Linked DNA regions of Mus musculus: all the other regions are linked to region 3. Evidence: chromatin contacts called from public HiChIP or PLAC-seq and promoter capture Hi-C data. All regions are on one chromosome and are shown on one strand. The core of a region is the stretch at or near the end of the contact, and the rest is flanking DNA. Distances in the headings are between cores, read along the strand shown.

Region 1 (4,563 bases), core at 1,099-3,598, 2.3 Mb after region 3:
CTCGATGTCTCGGCTGTCCCAATCTGGTGTCCTCACTGTACCCCAGAAGCCCAGGTAACGGCTATGTTATCACAGCAGCAATGCAGCAGGAGCAGAGAGGATGAGCTTGCCAGCAGAGTGTTTGCAACAGACAAAAACAAACAAACAAACAAACAAACAAACAAACAAAAAACCAGGGCTTCTTCTCTCACATCCTTTTATTTGAGATGCTCTTCCCACTTCAAATAATCTGATCCAAAAGAGCCTACACAGCTCCCCGAGGCTTGCATTTGATTCCAGACCCAGTCAAGCTGACAAGTGCCCACTCAGCTGTGACCCCAGTCCTCCTTCCCCCTTAAAAAAAATACTTATTTATTTTATGTTAATGAGTGCTCTATCTGCATGTATGCATGCATGACAGAAGAGGGTGTCAGATCCCATTACAGAGGATTGTGAGTCACCATGTGGCTGCTGGGAATTGAACCTCTGGAAGAGCAGTCAGAGATCTTAACTGCTGAGCCATCCCTCCAGCCCGTTTGTGTCTTTTCAGTAACAGAATCTACTAACAATAAATTCACAAATGTCAGTGGTCTTAATGGCAGCAATTTGTCACACACGATCCACCTATTTTAGTGATCTGGCCAAGGTGAATGCATGTTCTTTTATCCCAATCATAATTACTAATATTAACTCTCACATGACACAACAGACAGCAAATTATATCTCCCTGCATATATAAGATTTACAGAATAAACAGAAAGGGCTACATTAGAGTTCAAAAGGTCTCAGAAGTGAACTGATGGAGTCTGCATTGATAACTAATCAGGCCAGTGACAGGAGGGAGCTGCTGGAACCAGGATTCAAAAGCAGGAAATGGTGGCTTTAAGTCCAGGTTGGGTCAGGAGAGCAGGGGTAGGGGTAGGCAGCTGAGCAGGCCAGGCAACAGTGGGAAACTGAGGCAAGCTAAGCTCCAGAGAAAGTCAGAGAACCCTCTGCTTATCAGTCTATGATTTAGTCATCGGGTATCAGGCGACAGGATATTGTGGAGGCATACCATCTCAGTGGCAGGCATCCATCACTTTATGGGCTCCTTATGAGGAAGTCATACTCTTGGTCTGGCCTACCTGATAAGTTCTTGGATCTGGTTTCCCCAGTTTGATTTTTTTAGGGGGGGGGGTCGGTTGAGACCGGCTTTTTCTGTGCAGTGCTGGCTGTCCTGGAACTCACTCTGTAGACCAAACTGGCCTTGAACTCACAGAGATTTGCCTGCCTCTGCCTCCCAAGTGCTTGATTAAAGTCTTGTGCCACCACTGCCCAGTGATGTCTGCATTTCAAAGAGAAGACTCTACCTTGAATTGCTGAGTTGTGAAAAGGCAAGGGGTTTATTAAGACATTAGAAGGATTAGCATATGCACAACCATGGTACTGACAGTACTTACATTTTTTTCAGTTAATTTCCACATGCATGAGTGAATGCCAGCAGGGTATTGACCAGCAGACAAACATTAAACCATCAAAGACCTCTCAGAATTCAGACCTTTCTGAGTTTTGAAGTTGTATTGTTTCCCAAACGAGCTAAGTGTGCATAGCATGTTGCTGGAAAGCGCAGCTAGCTCCCAGTCAGTCTACAATCACGAGCATGAACCCTGGTGCTCTGTAGTACATTGTGCAGATAAGCGGCAGCAAGGCCTTTATCAAGAGTAACCCCGCTGTAAACCGAGAAGCATTCATATTTCAATGATCAGGAAAGAGGAGCCAGAAGGAAGCCTCTTTTCTTTGCAACAGGGAAGTAAGTCTCTTATTTTAATTTGTAATTGTCTTAAAAAGTGTTTCTGAGTTGTGCTGTGCTATGACATATATTGTTTTGATATTGTGTTTGTAGAGTATTTCAGAGGTGACATGCATGAAGGTGTTTAGTGTGGAATGGAACTCCTGCCACACAGAGGTTGAGGACACAAAAGGAATCCACAGCCCAAGATCTTCAGCTTCTAACCTTAGTTCCACAAGGCTTTTTCTGTGGCTTCCGAGAATGAGGACTACAATTCCCAGGATGCGCCAGTCTTTCACCAACCAGGAAAATGGATTTCTCTAATGGGCGGGCCCTGGGGAAGGCTGGGTCAGGAGGAAATTTAGCCAATGGATGAACTGTACAGAATCGAAACCTTTTTTGATTGTACCAAAGAGATTGGAATCTTTGGCGCCTTTGTTTTAGTGGAGGGTAGGTGATAGACAGGTAAGTAGACCAATGAGAACGTGGATAGGCGGATCCAGAGCGTGTGGGCGGGAAGAGATGATGACCGGCAGGCTGTTCGTCCAATGAAAGGGACAGACGCTAATACGGTGGGCCGGTGACTGTGTAGAGGCCGGTGTTTGTGGAAGCAGTGTGGGAGATGGCGGAACCACTGAGGGGACGTGGTCCGAGGTCCCGCGGTGGCCGAGGCGCTCGGAGAGCCCGAGGCGCCCGTGGCCGGTGTCCTCGCGCCCGGCAGTCTCCGGCTAGGCTCATTCCAGACACCGTGCTTGTGGACTTGGTCAGTGACAGCGACGAAGAGGTCTTGGAAGTCGCAGACCCAGTAGAGGTGCCGGTCGCCCGCCTCCCCGCGCCGGCTAAACCTGAGCAGGACAGCGACAGTGACAGTGAAGGGGCGGCCGAGGGGCCTGCGGGAGCCCCGCGTACATTGGTGCGACGGCGGCGGCGGCGGCTGCTGGATCCCGGAGAGGCGCCGGTGGTCCCAGTGTACTCCGGGAAGGTGCAGCAAGGTCCCCAAGGAGGGTTGTTGGGGGAGTGCTAAGACTGGCGTGGCGGGTTTGGCTTGGGGCAGTGTGTGTGTGTGATGAATACTTTTAGATTGGAGATACGAGGGGGTCGGTAATGTTAGATGTATGGAGTTATCTGGGATTGTATCTTCGGGTAGAGGGAGGCTGAGAGAGATCGAGGGACGATCGAGGGAAGCTGGCCTTCTAGATGCGCTTCAGGGATTGGAGTCCTTAGAGAAGACAAGTGCTGGAATCGAGGGAAGAGCCATTCTTGTCTTAAGTAGGGTTGGCAGGATGTGAGACCCACCTCCTCTTCCCCCTTTTGTCTTCGTAGGTACAGAGCAGCCTCAACCTCATTCCAGATAATTCATCCCTCTTGAAACTGTGCCCTTCAGAGCCTGAAGATGGTAAGAGTGGGTTTGTCGGGAGTACCCTGCACTGGCTTCTCTGAGACTTCCTAGAGTTTACATCCCTGTAGTCAGTGATATCTCCCCCCCCCCCCCGCGCCCCCCCCTCGCTCCAGCACCCTCCGTCCCCCTGCCCCCACCCCCACCCCTTTTCTCTGTGCTTCAGTGGTATCTAGGGTCTGGAGAATGATGCTCAAGTGTTATCCAGTTGACACACAATTTTGATTCTAAGTGGTATTGGGAAAATGGACTCCTGAGTCTGAGATAGGGGAAAGTTATGGTCCATAAAGATGCTGGTTCATTAATCAGAAGTCACAGGAACCTACTTAATAGCCATGTCCACCCCTTCCCCTCTTCGGGTCCTAACGGGCATATGGATATGTTAGAGTGAAGTTTGAGGTACCTACCCTTGACATTTTGATCTGTGTTATCATAATAGGGGTGAAGGGAGTTCTGAGACTCTGTGACATCTTGTTACACTCCTACAGTGTTCCATTCCTTGGGAACACTTTGGAGCCAGAAGAGTGTTTCTTTGACTTTATCAGAACTGCCCATTCTTTATTCTCTACTGATAAGTTTTTGCAAACCCTTTAATAAGGCCAGTGACTACGAGTCAAGGCTAATAGGGGAGTGATAACAGTCTGCAAAGACCTGGAACTAAGACTCCTTTCTGTTAGGTGAGGGCGTGTGGTAGGCTGATTGAGAACAGGCTCAGGAGTCTTGTGGCCTGTATTTGAATCCTTCATAACTGTGTGACTTTGAGCAAGTTTTCCTCATGAGGAGAATGGGGATAATAGTGGACCTATCTTAAAGATTTTTGGTGAGAACTAAAAGGATTTTGTGTATATTTTATTTGCCACATCCGTGGTTAGGATAGCACCTGGAATGTAGAAGTGTGACATGATAGAAAAGATATCCATGTGCAGGGTATCTTAGGAAGGGTTTTAAAAGTGTAGACTTGGAGTTGGGGCGATGGTTCAGTGGGTAAAAGCACTTGCCACACAAACCTGATACCTAACTACCATATAAGAAGAAGATGGGGTGGCATACACCTGTAATGATGCCACTCATACTGGGTACAGGAGAACACTGCTGGAAGCTCACACACCCAGTGGCAAAAATAACAGGGGAGACACTGACTCAGAAACGGGATAAAAGGAGAGAAAGTTGTCTTCTGCTGCCAACACATATGCTATGGCATGAACAATGCCCCTGCCTCCCTCCCCAGTAAATAAATCTTAAAGAAAAAAAGAAGCAGGCTGTCAGCCCTACAGCAGCTGCCATATTTAGTTAGGACAGTCTTTCTTTCCTTTATCTTTCTTTCTTTCTTTCATTCTTTTTTTTTTATAAGTTTTGTAGTTTTGTTGTTGTTGTTGTTGCTTTTTAAAAAGATTTATAGCCAGGCAGTGGTAGCGCATGC
Region 2 (4,033 bases), core at 775-3,274, 2.1 Mb before region 3:
TTCCCAAGTATCTTCCTATTGCCCTAGGCATCTTATCCTATCTTTGAATACTGCCCACAGTAACTGTTTAAAGAATCCAATGCTATTCTTAACATCCTTAAATACTTCTAAAAAGGTCCTTCCTGCTTATGAACTCATGGCCGTTTCCTCACAATTGTATACTTATCCTGTCCCACTGTCTCAGTCTCCGCCAAACAGATGTACACAGCACAGTCTTTCCTATTTTGCTACACTGCTAAACCCAAACAGAAGACAAAAAAAAAAAAGATACAAACCTGCTGCTTTCCCCGCCCCCCAACAGCAACAGTGAAACCAGAAGCCAACAAGATAAAGGGAGACAGAAGGCAACATGTATATCACTTCCCTGCTGTGTGTGGCAAGCTAGTGACTCTTTACAAGCACAGATTCACAGTATGTCCACTGAAACAGTGTTATTTTTCAATAGAAATCTGACATTTGGCACAGGGTAGGGTTTATAACACTATAAAATAAGCTATTAATTTGATTTCTGCTGACTTACTATTCTTGTTTATCTCTGCTCTTAAAGAAGAAAATCAACTTTCTGTAGAAGAGTTGGTCCAGAATATGGAATATTTAAATTTGAGGGAAAATGGTTTGCCACAAGTTTGTTGGTAAGATAAACTAAGACGCACTGTATTCAAAATTCGTGTTACTATTTTTGAAATAATAGTTCATCTCCAGCTGTAAACTAAAAATGGTTTTTCATTTTACTTCCAAAGCGTCTGAGTCACTTAACACTCTTCTAAACTTCGCTACAGATTCGTCCAGTGGCCGTCAACGTAAAAAGCCTGGAAGCTAGAGAGCAGATCACTCTACAGTCTTAAGACAATGGTATAAACCTTGGAGTGGGCTATTTGTTCCGGTCATTAAACACACAGGAAATAAGCTTTTCTGGTTAGAAAACTAATTTACAAAGGGCAATACGACTTCACAAGAGTACAGAAAATCTTATTAAGATAGATAACGACCAACTCATCCAAGCAAGTATTAGAAAGAACGGGAAGGCGAACTAGAAAACGAAATGCCATAAACTACCTGGTATCTGTTCCTTAAACCTGTCCTCGGGACTCGGTCCCAGACAACATCAGTTTCTGAATTTACTCGGCCCTCGGTGGAGCCTCAGCTTGGGTGTCGAGCAGAACGAGGATTCTACCAAAAGCGGAGCACCGCGAACAGCAGCAGGGCGCTTTCAACCTGACACCACTTTCTCCCCGGACACTCTCCCGGGAGGGTCAATAGAAAGCATCCGAAAGGAACCAGAAGCCGAGCAGGGCAGCCCTCTTCCAAGTCCCGAACCCAGAGTTCAGGCGCCTCTCGGGTCCCACCCGCCTGACCTTGGCCAGGGCACTCCCAACCCTGCCACTCTCTCGGTCCGCACACGCGGGGAAGCCGGGCTGTGCGGGAGCGAGCGGCGCGGATGGGGCGGACACGGCCCTGGAGGCGCGCCGCTCCGACAGGCGTCGCCACCGGGATCCCCGACAGGGGCCGAGCCACGGCGACGGCAGCGAGGACACCAGGGGCTGTGGGCCTTGGCGGGGACCCGCAGGGCTGGCGTCGGGCGCAGAGGAACCCGCGCACAGGTGAGTCCGGCCTCGCCCAGGTGCGCGCGCCCGCGGACGCGCGAGGAGGCGCGGCCCCGCGCCCCCCTCAGCAGCCGGTGGCCGCCTCAGCCTTGCCTTCCTCGCCCCGCTTTCCCCTTCCACACACGCACACCCGAGCTGCACACCTCATGCCCCACTTTACCGCGGCCTCCGCCCGGAGCACCCGCGCCACCGCGGTCCCGGCTCCTTCAGGCACCCAGCTGCCGGGAGCGGCGCCCACGACGGCCCGCCCGCGCACTGCGCACGCGTGCACGCGCTGCCTCTACCAGACCAGACAGCGACTGAGATTCCGGAGCGGGCACTCCCTACCGCGAACACTACAAGTCCCGACAGGCTCCGCGCACGCCCGGCGGCGTGGCGGGCAAAGGAATCGGGCGTCTTCCTAGTTCCAGGGTGGTGGCTCGCGGCCGCGCGCGGGGCGCTGGGTTCCCCATGCCGCGCTGCATCCTGGGGCTTGCAGTTTTTGAGGACCACGAGGCTCGGCTTAGGACGTGGAACTAGAGGTTCTCTGATGTCATCACCTAGAGCTGCGAGGCACAGGGATCTTTAAAAATAGGTTTGGTTCCTTTGCAGATAATTTGCAAGCTGTCCCATAGTGGGTACAAGAAACATAAAATTCACTGGTTGTGCACCAGTTTTTTGCTCCTAACCATTTCTTTCTCAAAATGCAATTTCACCTCATCCTTAAAATAGTGGTATTAATGCAAGAGGCCAAGGAAATTTAAAAGGATTGCTCAAAACTCTTTCAAGGAGATATTTTAAAATATTCAGCCTATTTGTTGAGCAACCTCAGTGTATGAAGTCCCTGCCCTCGTGGAGCCTGTGTTTCATAAGGGGAGCTAGCCCTTTACAAAATACAATCCTTATACATTTTAATAAGTGGAAGAAAAGAATGAGCTTCAGAGATAGAGATAGGGAGGCAGGCTTCAGAGAGGATGTCCTGTCCAGCAGCATTCTCTAAGGAAGAGATATTTCAGCTGAAACCTGAAGAAGGTGAGATATTTAAACATGCAAAAGAACTGGGAGAGAATTACATACCCCACTTTTCCCAGTGAGTGACACACACTGAGGCTCTCAATAAACGTTTGGGGGTTTGTATCCTGCACAGCTGGGGATCATGCCCTCTCACTTGAGAGTGTTTTATCAACCTTTCTCATGACAAGGTTCCTCTGTCGTGTACGTGGGACAACTAGGCTATGCTAGATGAGAGACTGGAGGGGTAGAACTGGCAAACTGCCCGTGCTGACTCTCCACCTCAAATCTCCAACATCGAAGACGATCAGCACCTTACCTTCTTAGAAATCTCAGCTACACAGCCTTGCTGAGGGCCATCTGGCTCTTCTTCAGGTGGGAGCAAGAAGACTCCTTTCCTTATCTACAGACTGGTTGAAAGAGTCCATAGAGTTGCCAGCGCAGCCCTTTCATTTGGCCCATGCACTGGGCTTTTGCTGATTTAACTGAATGTATAGATGAAGTTTTAAAAAAAGTTTTCACATAAAAATCCAAATGTCACCTGATTTTCTCAGGTTTTTTGAGCTAACTTTCCTTGGCTTGAAGATCTGAAAGAAATTCCTGGCTTTTCAGCCCTTGGAGCCCTAGGAGATTCCATTGGGAGTGATTAGAATGTACATAACGAATTGGCTGTTTGCAAATCTGTAACAGAGAAAAGCAATTAAGTTAGGATGGGCTTATTCTGGCTCACAGGTTGAGGGTCTGCATGGTTCATCCTGGTAGGGTAGGTACGGTAACAGAAGAATGAGGGTCAGTCAGAGCGCATCTGGCCCGTATTCAGGACGGGTCTTATCTCCTCAGGTAAACTCTGGAAATTCCCTCACAGACATGCCCTGAGTTCTTTCCTCCCTCTCCCTCTCCCTCTCTTCCCCCTCCCCTCACCCACCCCCCACATCAAGTTAGCAATTAAGTTCAACCAACACAATCTAAAAGTCAAATTCAAGTTCAGTGTCTTTTCGTGATGGGAAATCCCTAACCCTGAAGCCGTGAGCCTCTCTATCAACCCCCTCTGCGTTGGACGAGAGAGCCATTCTCCTGATTGTCGTTACCATTTGACTAAGCAGTGTGCAATCACATAATGAATCCTAAAGCTTATTTGGCACTGAGAGTTAAATGTATGCACAGTGACAGAAACCAGAGAAGGGATTCAATTTGCCCAATGACACACAGCCGAAGTATTCTCCGGGCTACTTTGAGGTTGGGGTCCAGCCAAAACTTGAGAATTCCTGATGTGCCTTTAAGTTCAGAGGCTGAAAGAAGGGTAGGTATAGAAGATAAAAGGCTCTCTGCTCTTCCTCTGCCCTACCCCCCTTTCTTCAGTTCATTATATAACATAAGTACTTTCGCTGTTACTTAAGAAAAAAGTGTAAGCATGTGAGATATTCCTATGCTGAGATTAA
Region 3 (4,418 bases), core at 1,451-3,950:
AAGAGATCTCTAATCAAGCCATCTTTAAGTGTAGAGAATGCTTGTTATACACTCAGGAGGCAGAGGAAGGTGGATCACTCTAAGTTCAAGATCAGCCTGGTTTACACAAAGAGTTCCAGGACAGCCAGAGCTACTACATAACAGAGAGATCCTGATAAGAAAGGAAGAAAGGAAGAAAGGAAGGAAGGAAGGAAGGAAGACAGACAGACAGACAGACAGGCTTGTTACAGAATGGTAGTTCTAAAACCTTTTGTGCTCTCACAAAAAATAAGTTTAAATCTAAGAAACAAAGAGTTTTCAAGATGGGGTTGGAGAGTTATCTCAGTCATTGCGAGCTTGTGCTGCTCTTACAGAGCATGGCTCTTAAAGATGGCCCTAATTTGTCTCCCAGCACTGGACTCAGGTGCTCACACCCACCTGTAACTCCAGCTCCAGGCACGGTCAAAGTCTCTGGCCTCTGAGAGCAACTACATTCATGTATATGGACACAAAGATAGACATACCCAAGTACACATTTTTTAAAATAGTAAAAATAAACTTTTAAGAAGCTTTTAAAATATAAAGCTGGGAGTGGTGGCTTATGCCTGTAGTCTCAGCACCTGGGGACTAAGACAAGAGGTCTGCCACAAGTTCTGGGTTACCCTGGGCTACAAAATGACACCATGTCTCAAAAAGTAATTAATAAATGAATAAACCTTAAAGACTGATATACTTATCTTAAAGCTGAAAACAGAAATGTTGAGCTGGAGAGATGGCTCAATGGTTAAGACCACTGGCTGCTCTTCCAGAGGACCTGGATTCAATTCCCAGCACCCACATGGCGGCTCACAACTGTCTGTAACTTCCAGTTCCAGGGGGTCCCACACCCCCACATAGACACACAGGCAGAAAAACAGTAATGAACAGAAAATTAACAAGAAAATGAAGAAGAGAATAGAAATGTCAAGCACCGACAATAACACACAAATTAAATATCATACATCAAGGAAAACGAGCGTGCATCAAACACCACTCTGGAGGCCGAGAACAATCTGAAAAACCCAAGGCACGACCTTACTGATTCCTGGACCCTTCCACAGTACTCTGGTCCAGCCACAATTCTTCACCAAAGAAAGCATCACTGAACCTTTCAGTCACACCGCTTCCATGAGGCAGGGGCACTCGTGGATCCATCCCCCCAGTCGCTCAGCAAACTCCCACTAGAAATTCTGTAGTCTGCATTCCAGGCATCGGGCCAGCCCCTGCTTTGACAAAGCTTACACCCTGGCCTGGTAGGGTAAGCGGGCATATGTACCTGTCAGACAGTTACGAGCACCGAGAAGAAACATGACAGAAAGGAGACACTGCAGATACACATGCTTTCAGTTGTCTTTCTTCCCTTCTGCGGGAAACTCCCCTTAGTCCTCCAAGGAGGAATTATTTGGTGGGGAAAGCTCAGCACCTAACAAGCACCTGTGTGCTAGGCACTAAAAAACAGGACCCTGAAAATGAAAAGAGGTAAGAAGTTCACAGTCCACATGGAGGGGCAGAGTACTTAGCTCACAAGTATTTACACAACAATACGTGTGGGACACTAGATATAGAACTCTACAAAAATGAGACAGGGTATAGTGACGAATGCCTTTAATCCCAGCACTCAGAGGCAGAGAGGCAGAGGCAGGTGGATCCTTTAAGTTTGAGGCCAGCCTGATCTACACAGTGAGTTCTAGGACAGTCAGTACTACACAGAGAGACCTTGCTCTCAAACCCAGGGATAGGAGCTGAAAACATGAAATCTAAGCAGACAGGTAAAATGTCATGACTGAGGCCACACAGCAAGTTAATGGCAGTGCCGGGTCTGAACACAGTCTGTGCTCCAAACCACCAGAGAGAGACAGACGAGAAAGAGAGACAGAGACAAACGAGAGAGAGAGAGAGAGAGAGAGAGAGAGAGAGAGAGAGAGAGAGAGAGAGAAATCAGCCTTCCCAGATATACACAGAGCTTAATCAAAAGTGTAACGGGGGGGCTTTTACTAGGAGAGAGTGTATAGTCCTCTACAAGAGAGGCATTGTCTCCTCTGGAGAAACTTACTGTCTCCTAGGTGATGTCCTACCCTATCACCGGTGTTTCCCAGTAAGAGAGCAGCTTTCGGATTCTAGCAAAGGGTAACTGTCTAATTTAGCTGCGTTTTCTGCCAGCACCAGCACACCAGTGGGTGTTCAACAAACAGTTGCGCAATGACAGGAGTTCCAAGCCTCATCACCGGAGCCCCTCCTCCAGGATCCTCCAGTCCCTGGCCCTCTGAAAGCTGGTCACTGCTGACCCTGGCAAGCGACTCAGAGCAGGCGACACTCCTGTCCCACCCGCCTCCCGGGACAGACACTGGCCCCCAAGCGCCCTCGGCTCACTACCTCCGGGTAAGAGCAGGGAAGCCGGGGAGGCGGCGGCCTGCGTGACGGGGATGAAGGGCACGTTGAAGCTGAACTCCGTGGCCGAGGAGGAGAAGAGTAAGTTAGTGCCTGACGAGGAGGCGGACGCTCCGCCGCCGTTAGCCTTCCTATCCGCCATGGCTGCAGACCCCCGGCCGTTACGTGGCTCTGCGAGCCCGGTGCTGCACACAGACCGGAAACCGGTTAGCGAGGATGCCACCGCACTTCCGCACTTGCGCACAGGTGCCACAGGCCAGCGACTCCGGGATCGGTTTTCTTCCGGAATTTGACGCCGCCCAAAATCAATAAGGTGGAATCGGCTTCAGACCCAAGCCTATCACGTGACAGCCTCGGTCTCGCGAGACTGGGTCAGCCTCTGGAATCACAGCATAGAATAGAGAGGTGTGGCCGATGAATCCTAGCGTTAATTGACGCTCGAAGTCGCAGATTCTGAGATGTCCTGGACGCCCTGAGTTTCTCATGGAGTATCTGTTTTTGGTTGGTTGGTTTATTTGCTTGCTTGCGAGGCAGGATCTCTCTATGCTGCCCAGACTGACTTTTTATCCTCCTGCCTCAGCTCTTCCATTTCTGAGATTAATACCACCACACACTGCAATTCTTATATCTTTATGACAGGCGGTCATAAGAATTGGAAGTAAGAATTATTATCGGCTGGGTTCCTTTTTTTTTTTCAGTTACGTTTTCATGATGTTGCCTGGAATTCTCAAGAGGTCTGTCTGCCTCTTCTTCCCAAGAGCTTAAAAGGAGTGTGCCACCACTCCAGGCTACTATCTCCTTGAATGTGTGCATCAACAAAAAGTGCCTTTGGTAAGGCAGTTCCAAGTGGTAGACGATTTATGTTTCAAAGGGGCAGAGAAAAGATGTATAATTGCAACATTCTAGAGTTACTGCTGTAATTTAGGGTTTGGGGACCTATCTGCCTACTACCAGGTTTTGGCTGGAATAAAAACATTAAATTCTGGCAGTGTTGAGTTTACCTCGACAAGCATTTCAACGGGGCCAAGAAGTACAGAGCTTAGTAATGGGGAAACTTCTGGTGAGTCATAGATAACATGGCCTCAAACTGCTAAAAGCCATGCTAGACTAGAAGTTGGTCAAGAAAATTCTCTTTATCATAAAGAAGCAAGGCTGAGAACCATATACCAGAGAGTGATATATGAAACAGACCTGAAATCCTTCCTTTTTGGGTTTACAATCTGGCAAAACAATCAACTAAACACAAAATAATATAAATGGCAGGCTTTCCTTAAGTGTGTTTCCTGGAACACTGACATCATCTGGGGACAGAGATCTAAACATTCTAGGAAGAGCGAGCATGTATCTCTCTCCATCAGATCATTAGCGAAAAACTTAAGGAAGAAAAAGCTTCCCTGAGGAAGAAAAACTAAAGTTGAAACTTGAGAACTAGGGCTTCAAACCTCTTTATGAGTGCAGGGATCCCAGAGGACCAGCCCTGCTGTGGTGTTGCACACCTTTAATTCCAGCACTTGGAAGGCAGAGGCAGGCGGATTTCTGAGATCAAGGCCAGCATGGTCTACAAAGTGAGTTCCAGGACAGCCAGGGTTATTCAGAGAAACCCTGTCTCGAATAAAAAGAGAGAGAGAGAGAGAAGAGAGAGAGAGAGAGAGAAAGGCCTAAATTCCAAAACCATCACTTTGCATAATTAACTTCAACATATGATTTTTTTTTATTTTAAACCATAACAGGAAGGGGAAAAAAAACTAAAATAACAATTAAGATGAGAAAAGGGACAGAAGAGGGCCCAGAATGAGATATACCTTTTAAGGGCATGCCCTGAGTGACTGAGTGACCACCACCTCCTCCTCCTCCTCCTCCTCCTCCTCCTCCTCCTCCTCCTCCTCCTCCTCCTCCTCCTCCTCCTCCTTCTTCTTCTTCTTCTTGTTTTTTGTCTGTTTTTTCAAGACAAGGTTTCTCTGTGTAGCCCTGGCTGTCCTGAAACTCAGAAATCTGCCTGCCTCTGCCTCCCA

Evidence for each region. HiChIP or PLAC-seq counts read pairs in DNA pulled down with a chosen protein or histone mark. Capture Hi-C pulls out chosen DNA fragments and counts their contacts.
Region 1: a contact with region 3 is called in a promoter capture Hi-C map of liver, with 2.6 times the contacts expected there. The contact joins the promoter of Nfatc2ip here to the promoter of Sec23ip in region 3. A contact is called at or near these places in 2 of 39 promoter capture datasets (hippocampal neurons and liver) and 2 of 9 other capture datasets (adipose tissue and liver).
Region 2: a contact with region 3 is called in an H3K27ac HiChIP or PLAC-seq map of embryonic stem cells, with 3 times the contacts expected there. The contact joins the promoter of Plekha1 here to the promoter of Sec23ip in region 3. A contact is called at or near these places in 4 of 39 promoter capture datasets (the 3T3-L1 cell line, hippocampal neurons, liver and 1 more), 1 of 484 Hi-C or Micro-C datasets (B cells), 3 of 115 datasets of contacts at active chromatin or transcription factors (astrocytes, bone marrow-derived dendritic cells and embryonic stem cells) and 2 of 9 other capture datasets (embryonic stem cells and macrophages).

What each region holds. Positions count from the first base shown.
Region 1 is chr7:126,394,522-126,399,084 of GRCm38.p6, reverse strand. It overlaps Nfatc2ip (nuclear factor of activated T cells, cytoplasmic, calcineurin dependent 2 interacting protein), which reads left to right and starts at 2,348. Exons shown (of 8, transcript NM_010900.3): 1 at 2,348-2,729; 2 at 3,071-3,143. The coding sequence starts at 2,370.
Region 2 is chr7:130,863,715-130,867,747 of GRCm38.p6, reverse strand. It overlaps Plekha1 (pleckstrin homology domain containing, family A (phosphoinositide binding specific) member 1), which reads right to left and starts at 2,024. Exons shown (of 13, transcript NM_001346515.1): 1 at 1,765-2,024. Gm5602 (a long non-coding RNA gene) reads left to right here. Exons shown (of 4, transcript XR_869992.3): 2 at 1,035-1,601.
Region 3 is chr7:128,743,152-128,747,569 of GRCm38.p6, reverse strand. It overlaps Sec23ip (Sec23 interacting protein), which reads right to left and starts at 2,700. Exons shown (of 19, transcript NM_001029982.2): 1 at 2,392-2,700. The coding sequence starts at 2,548.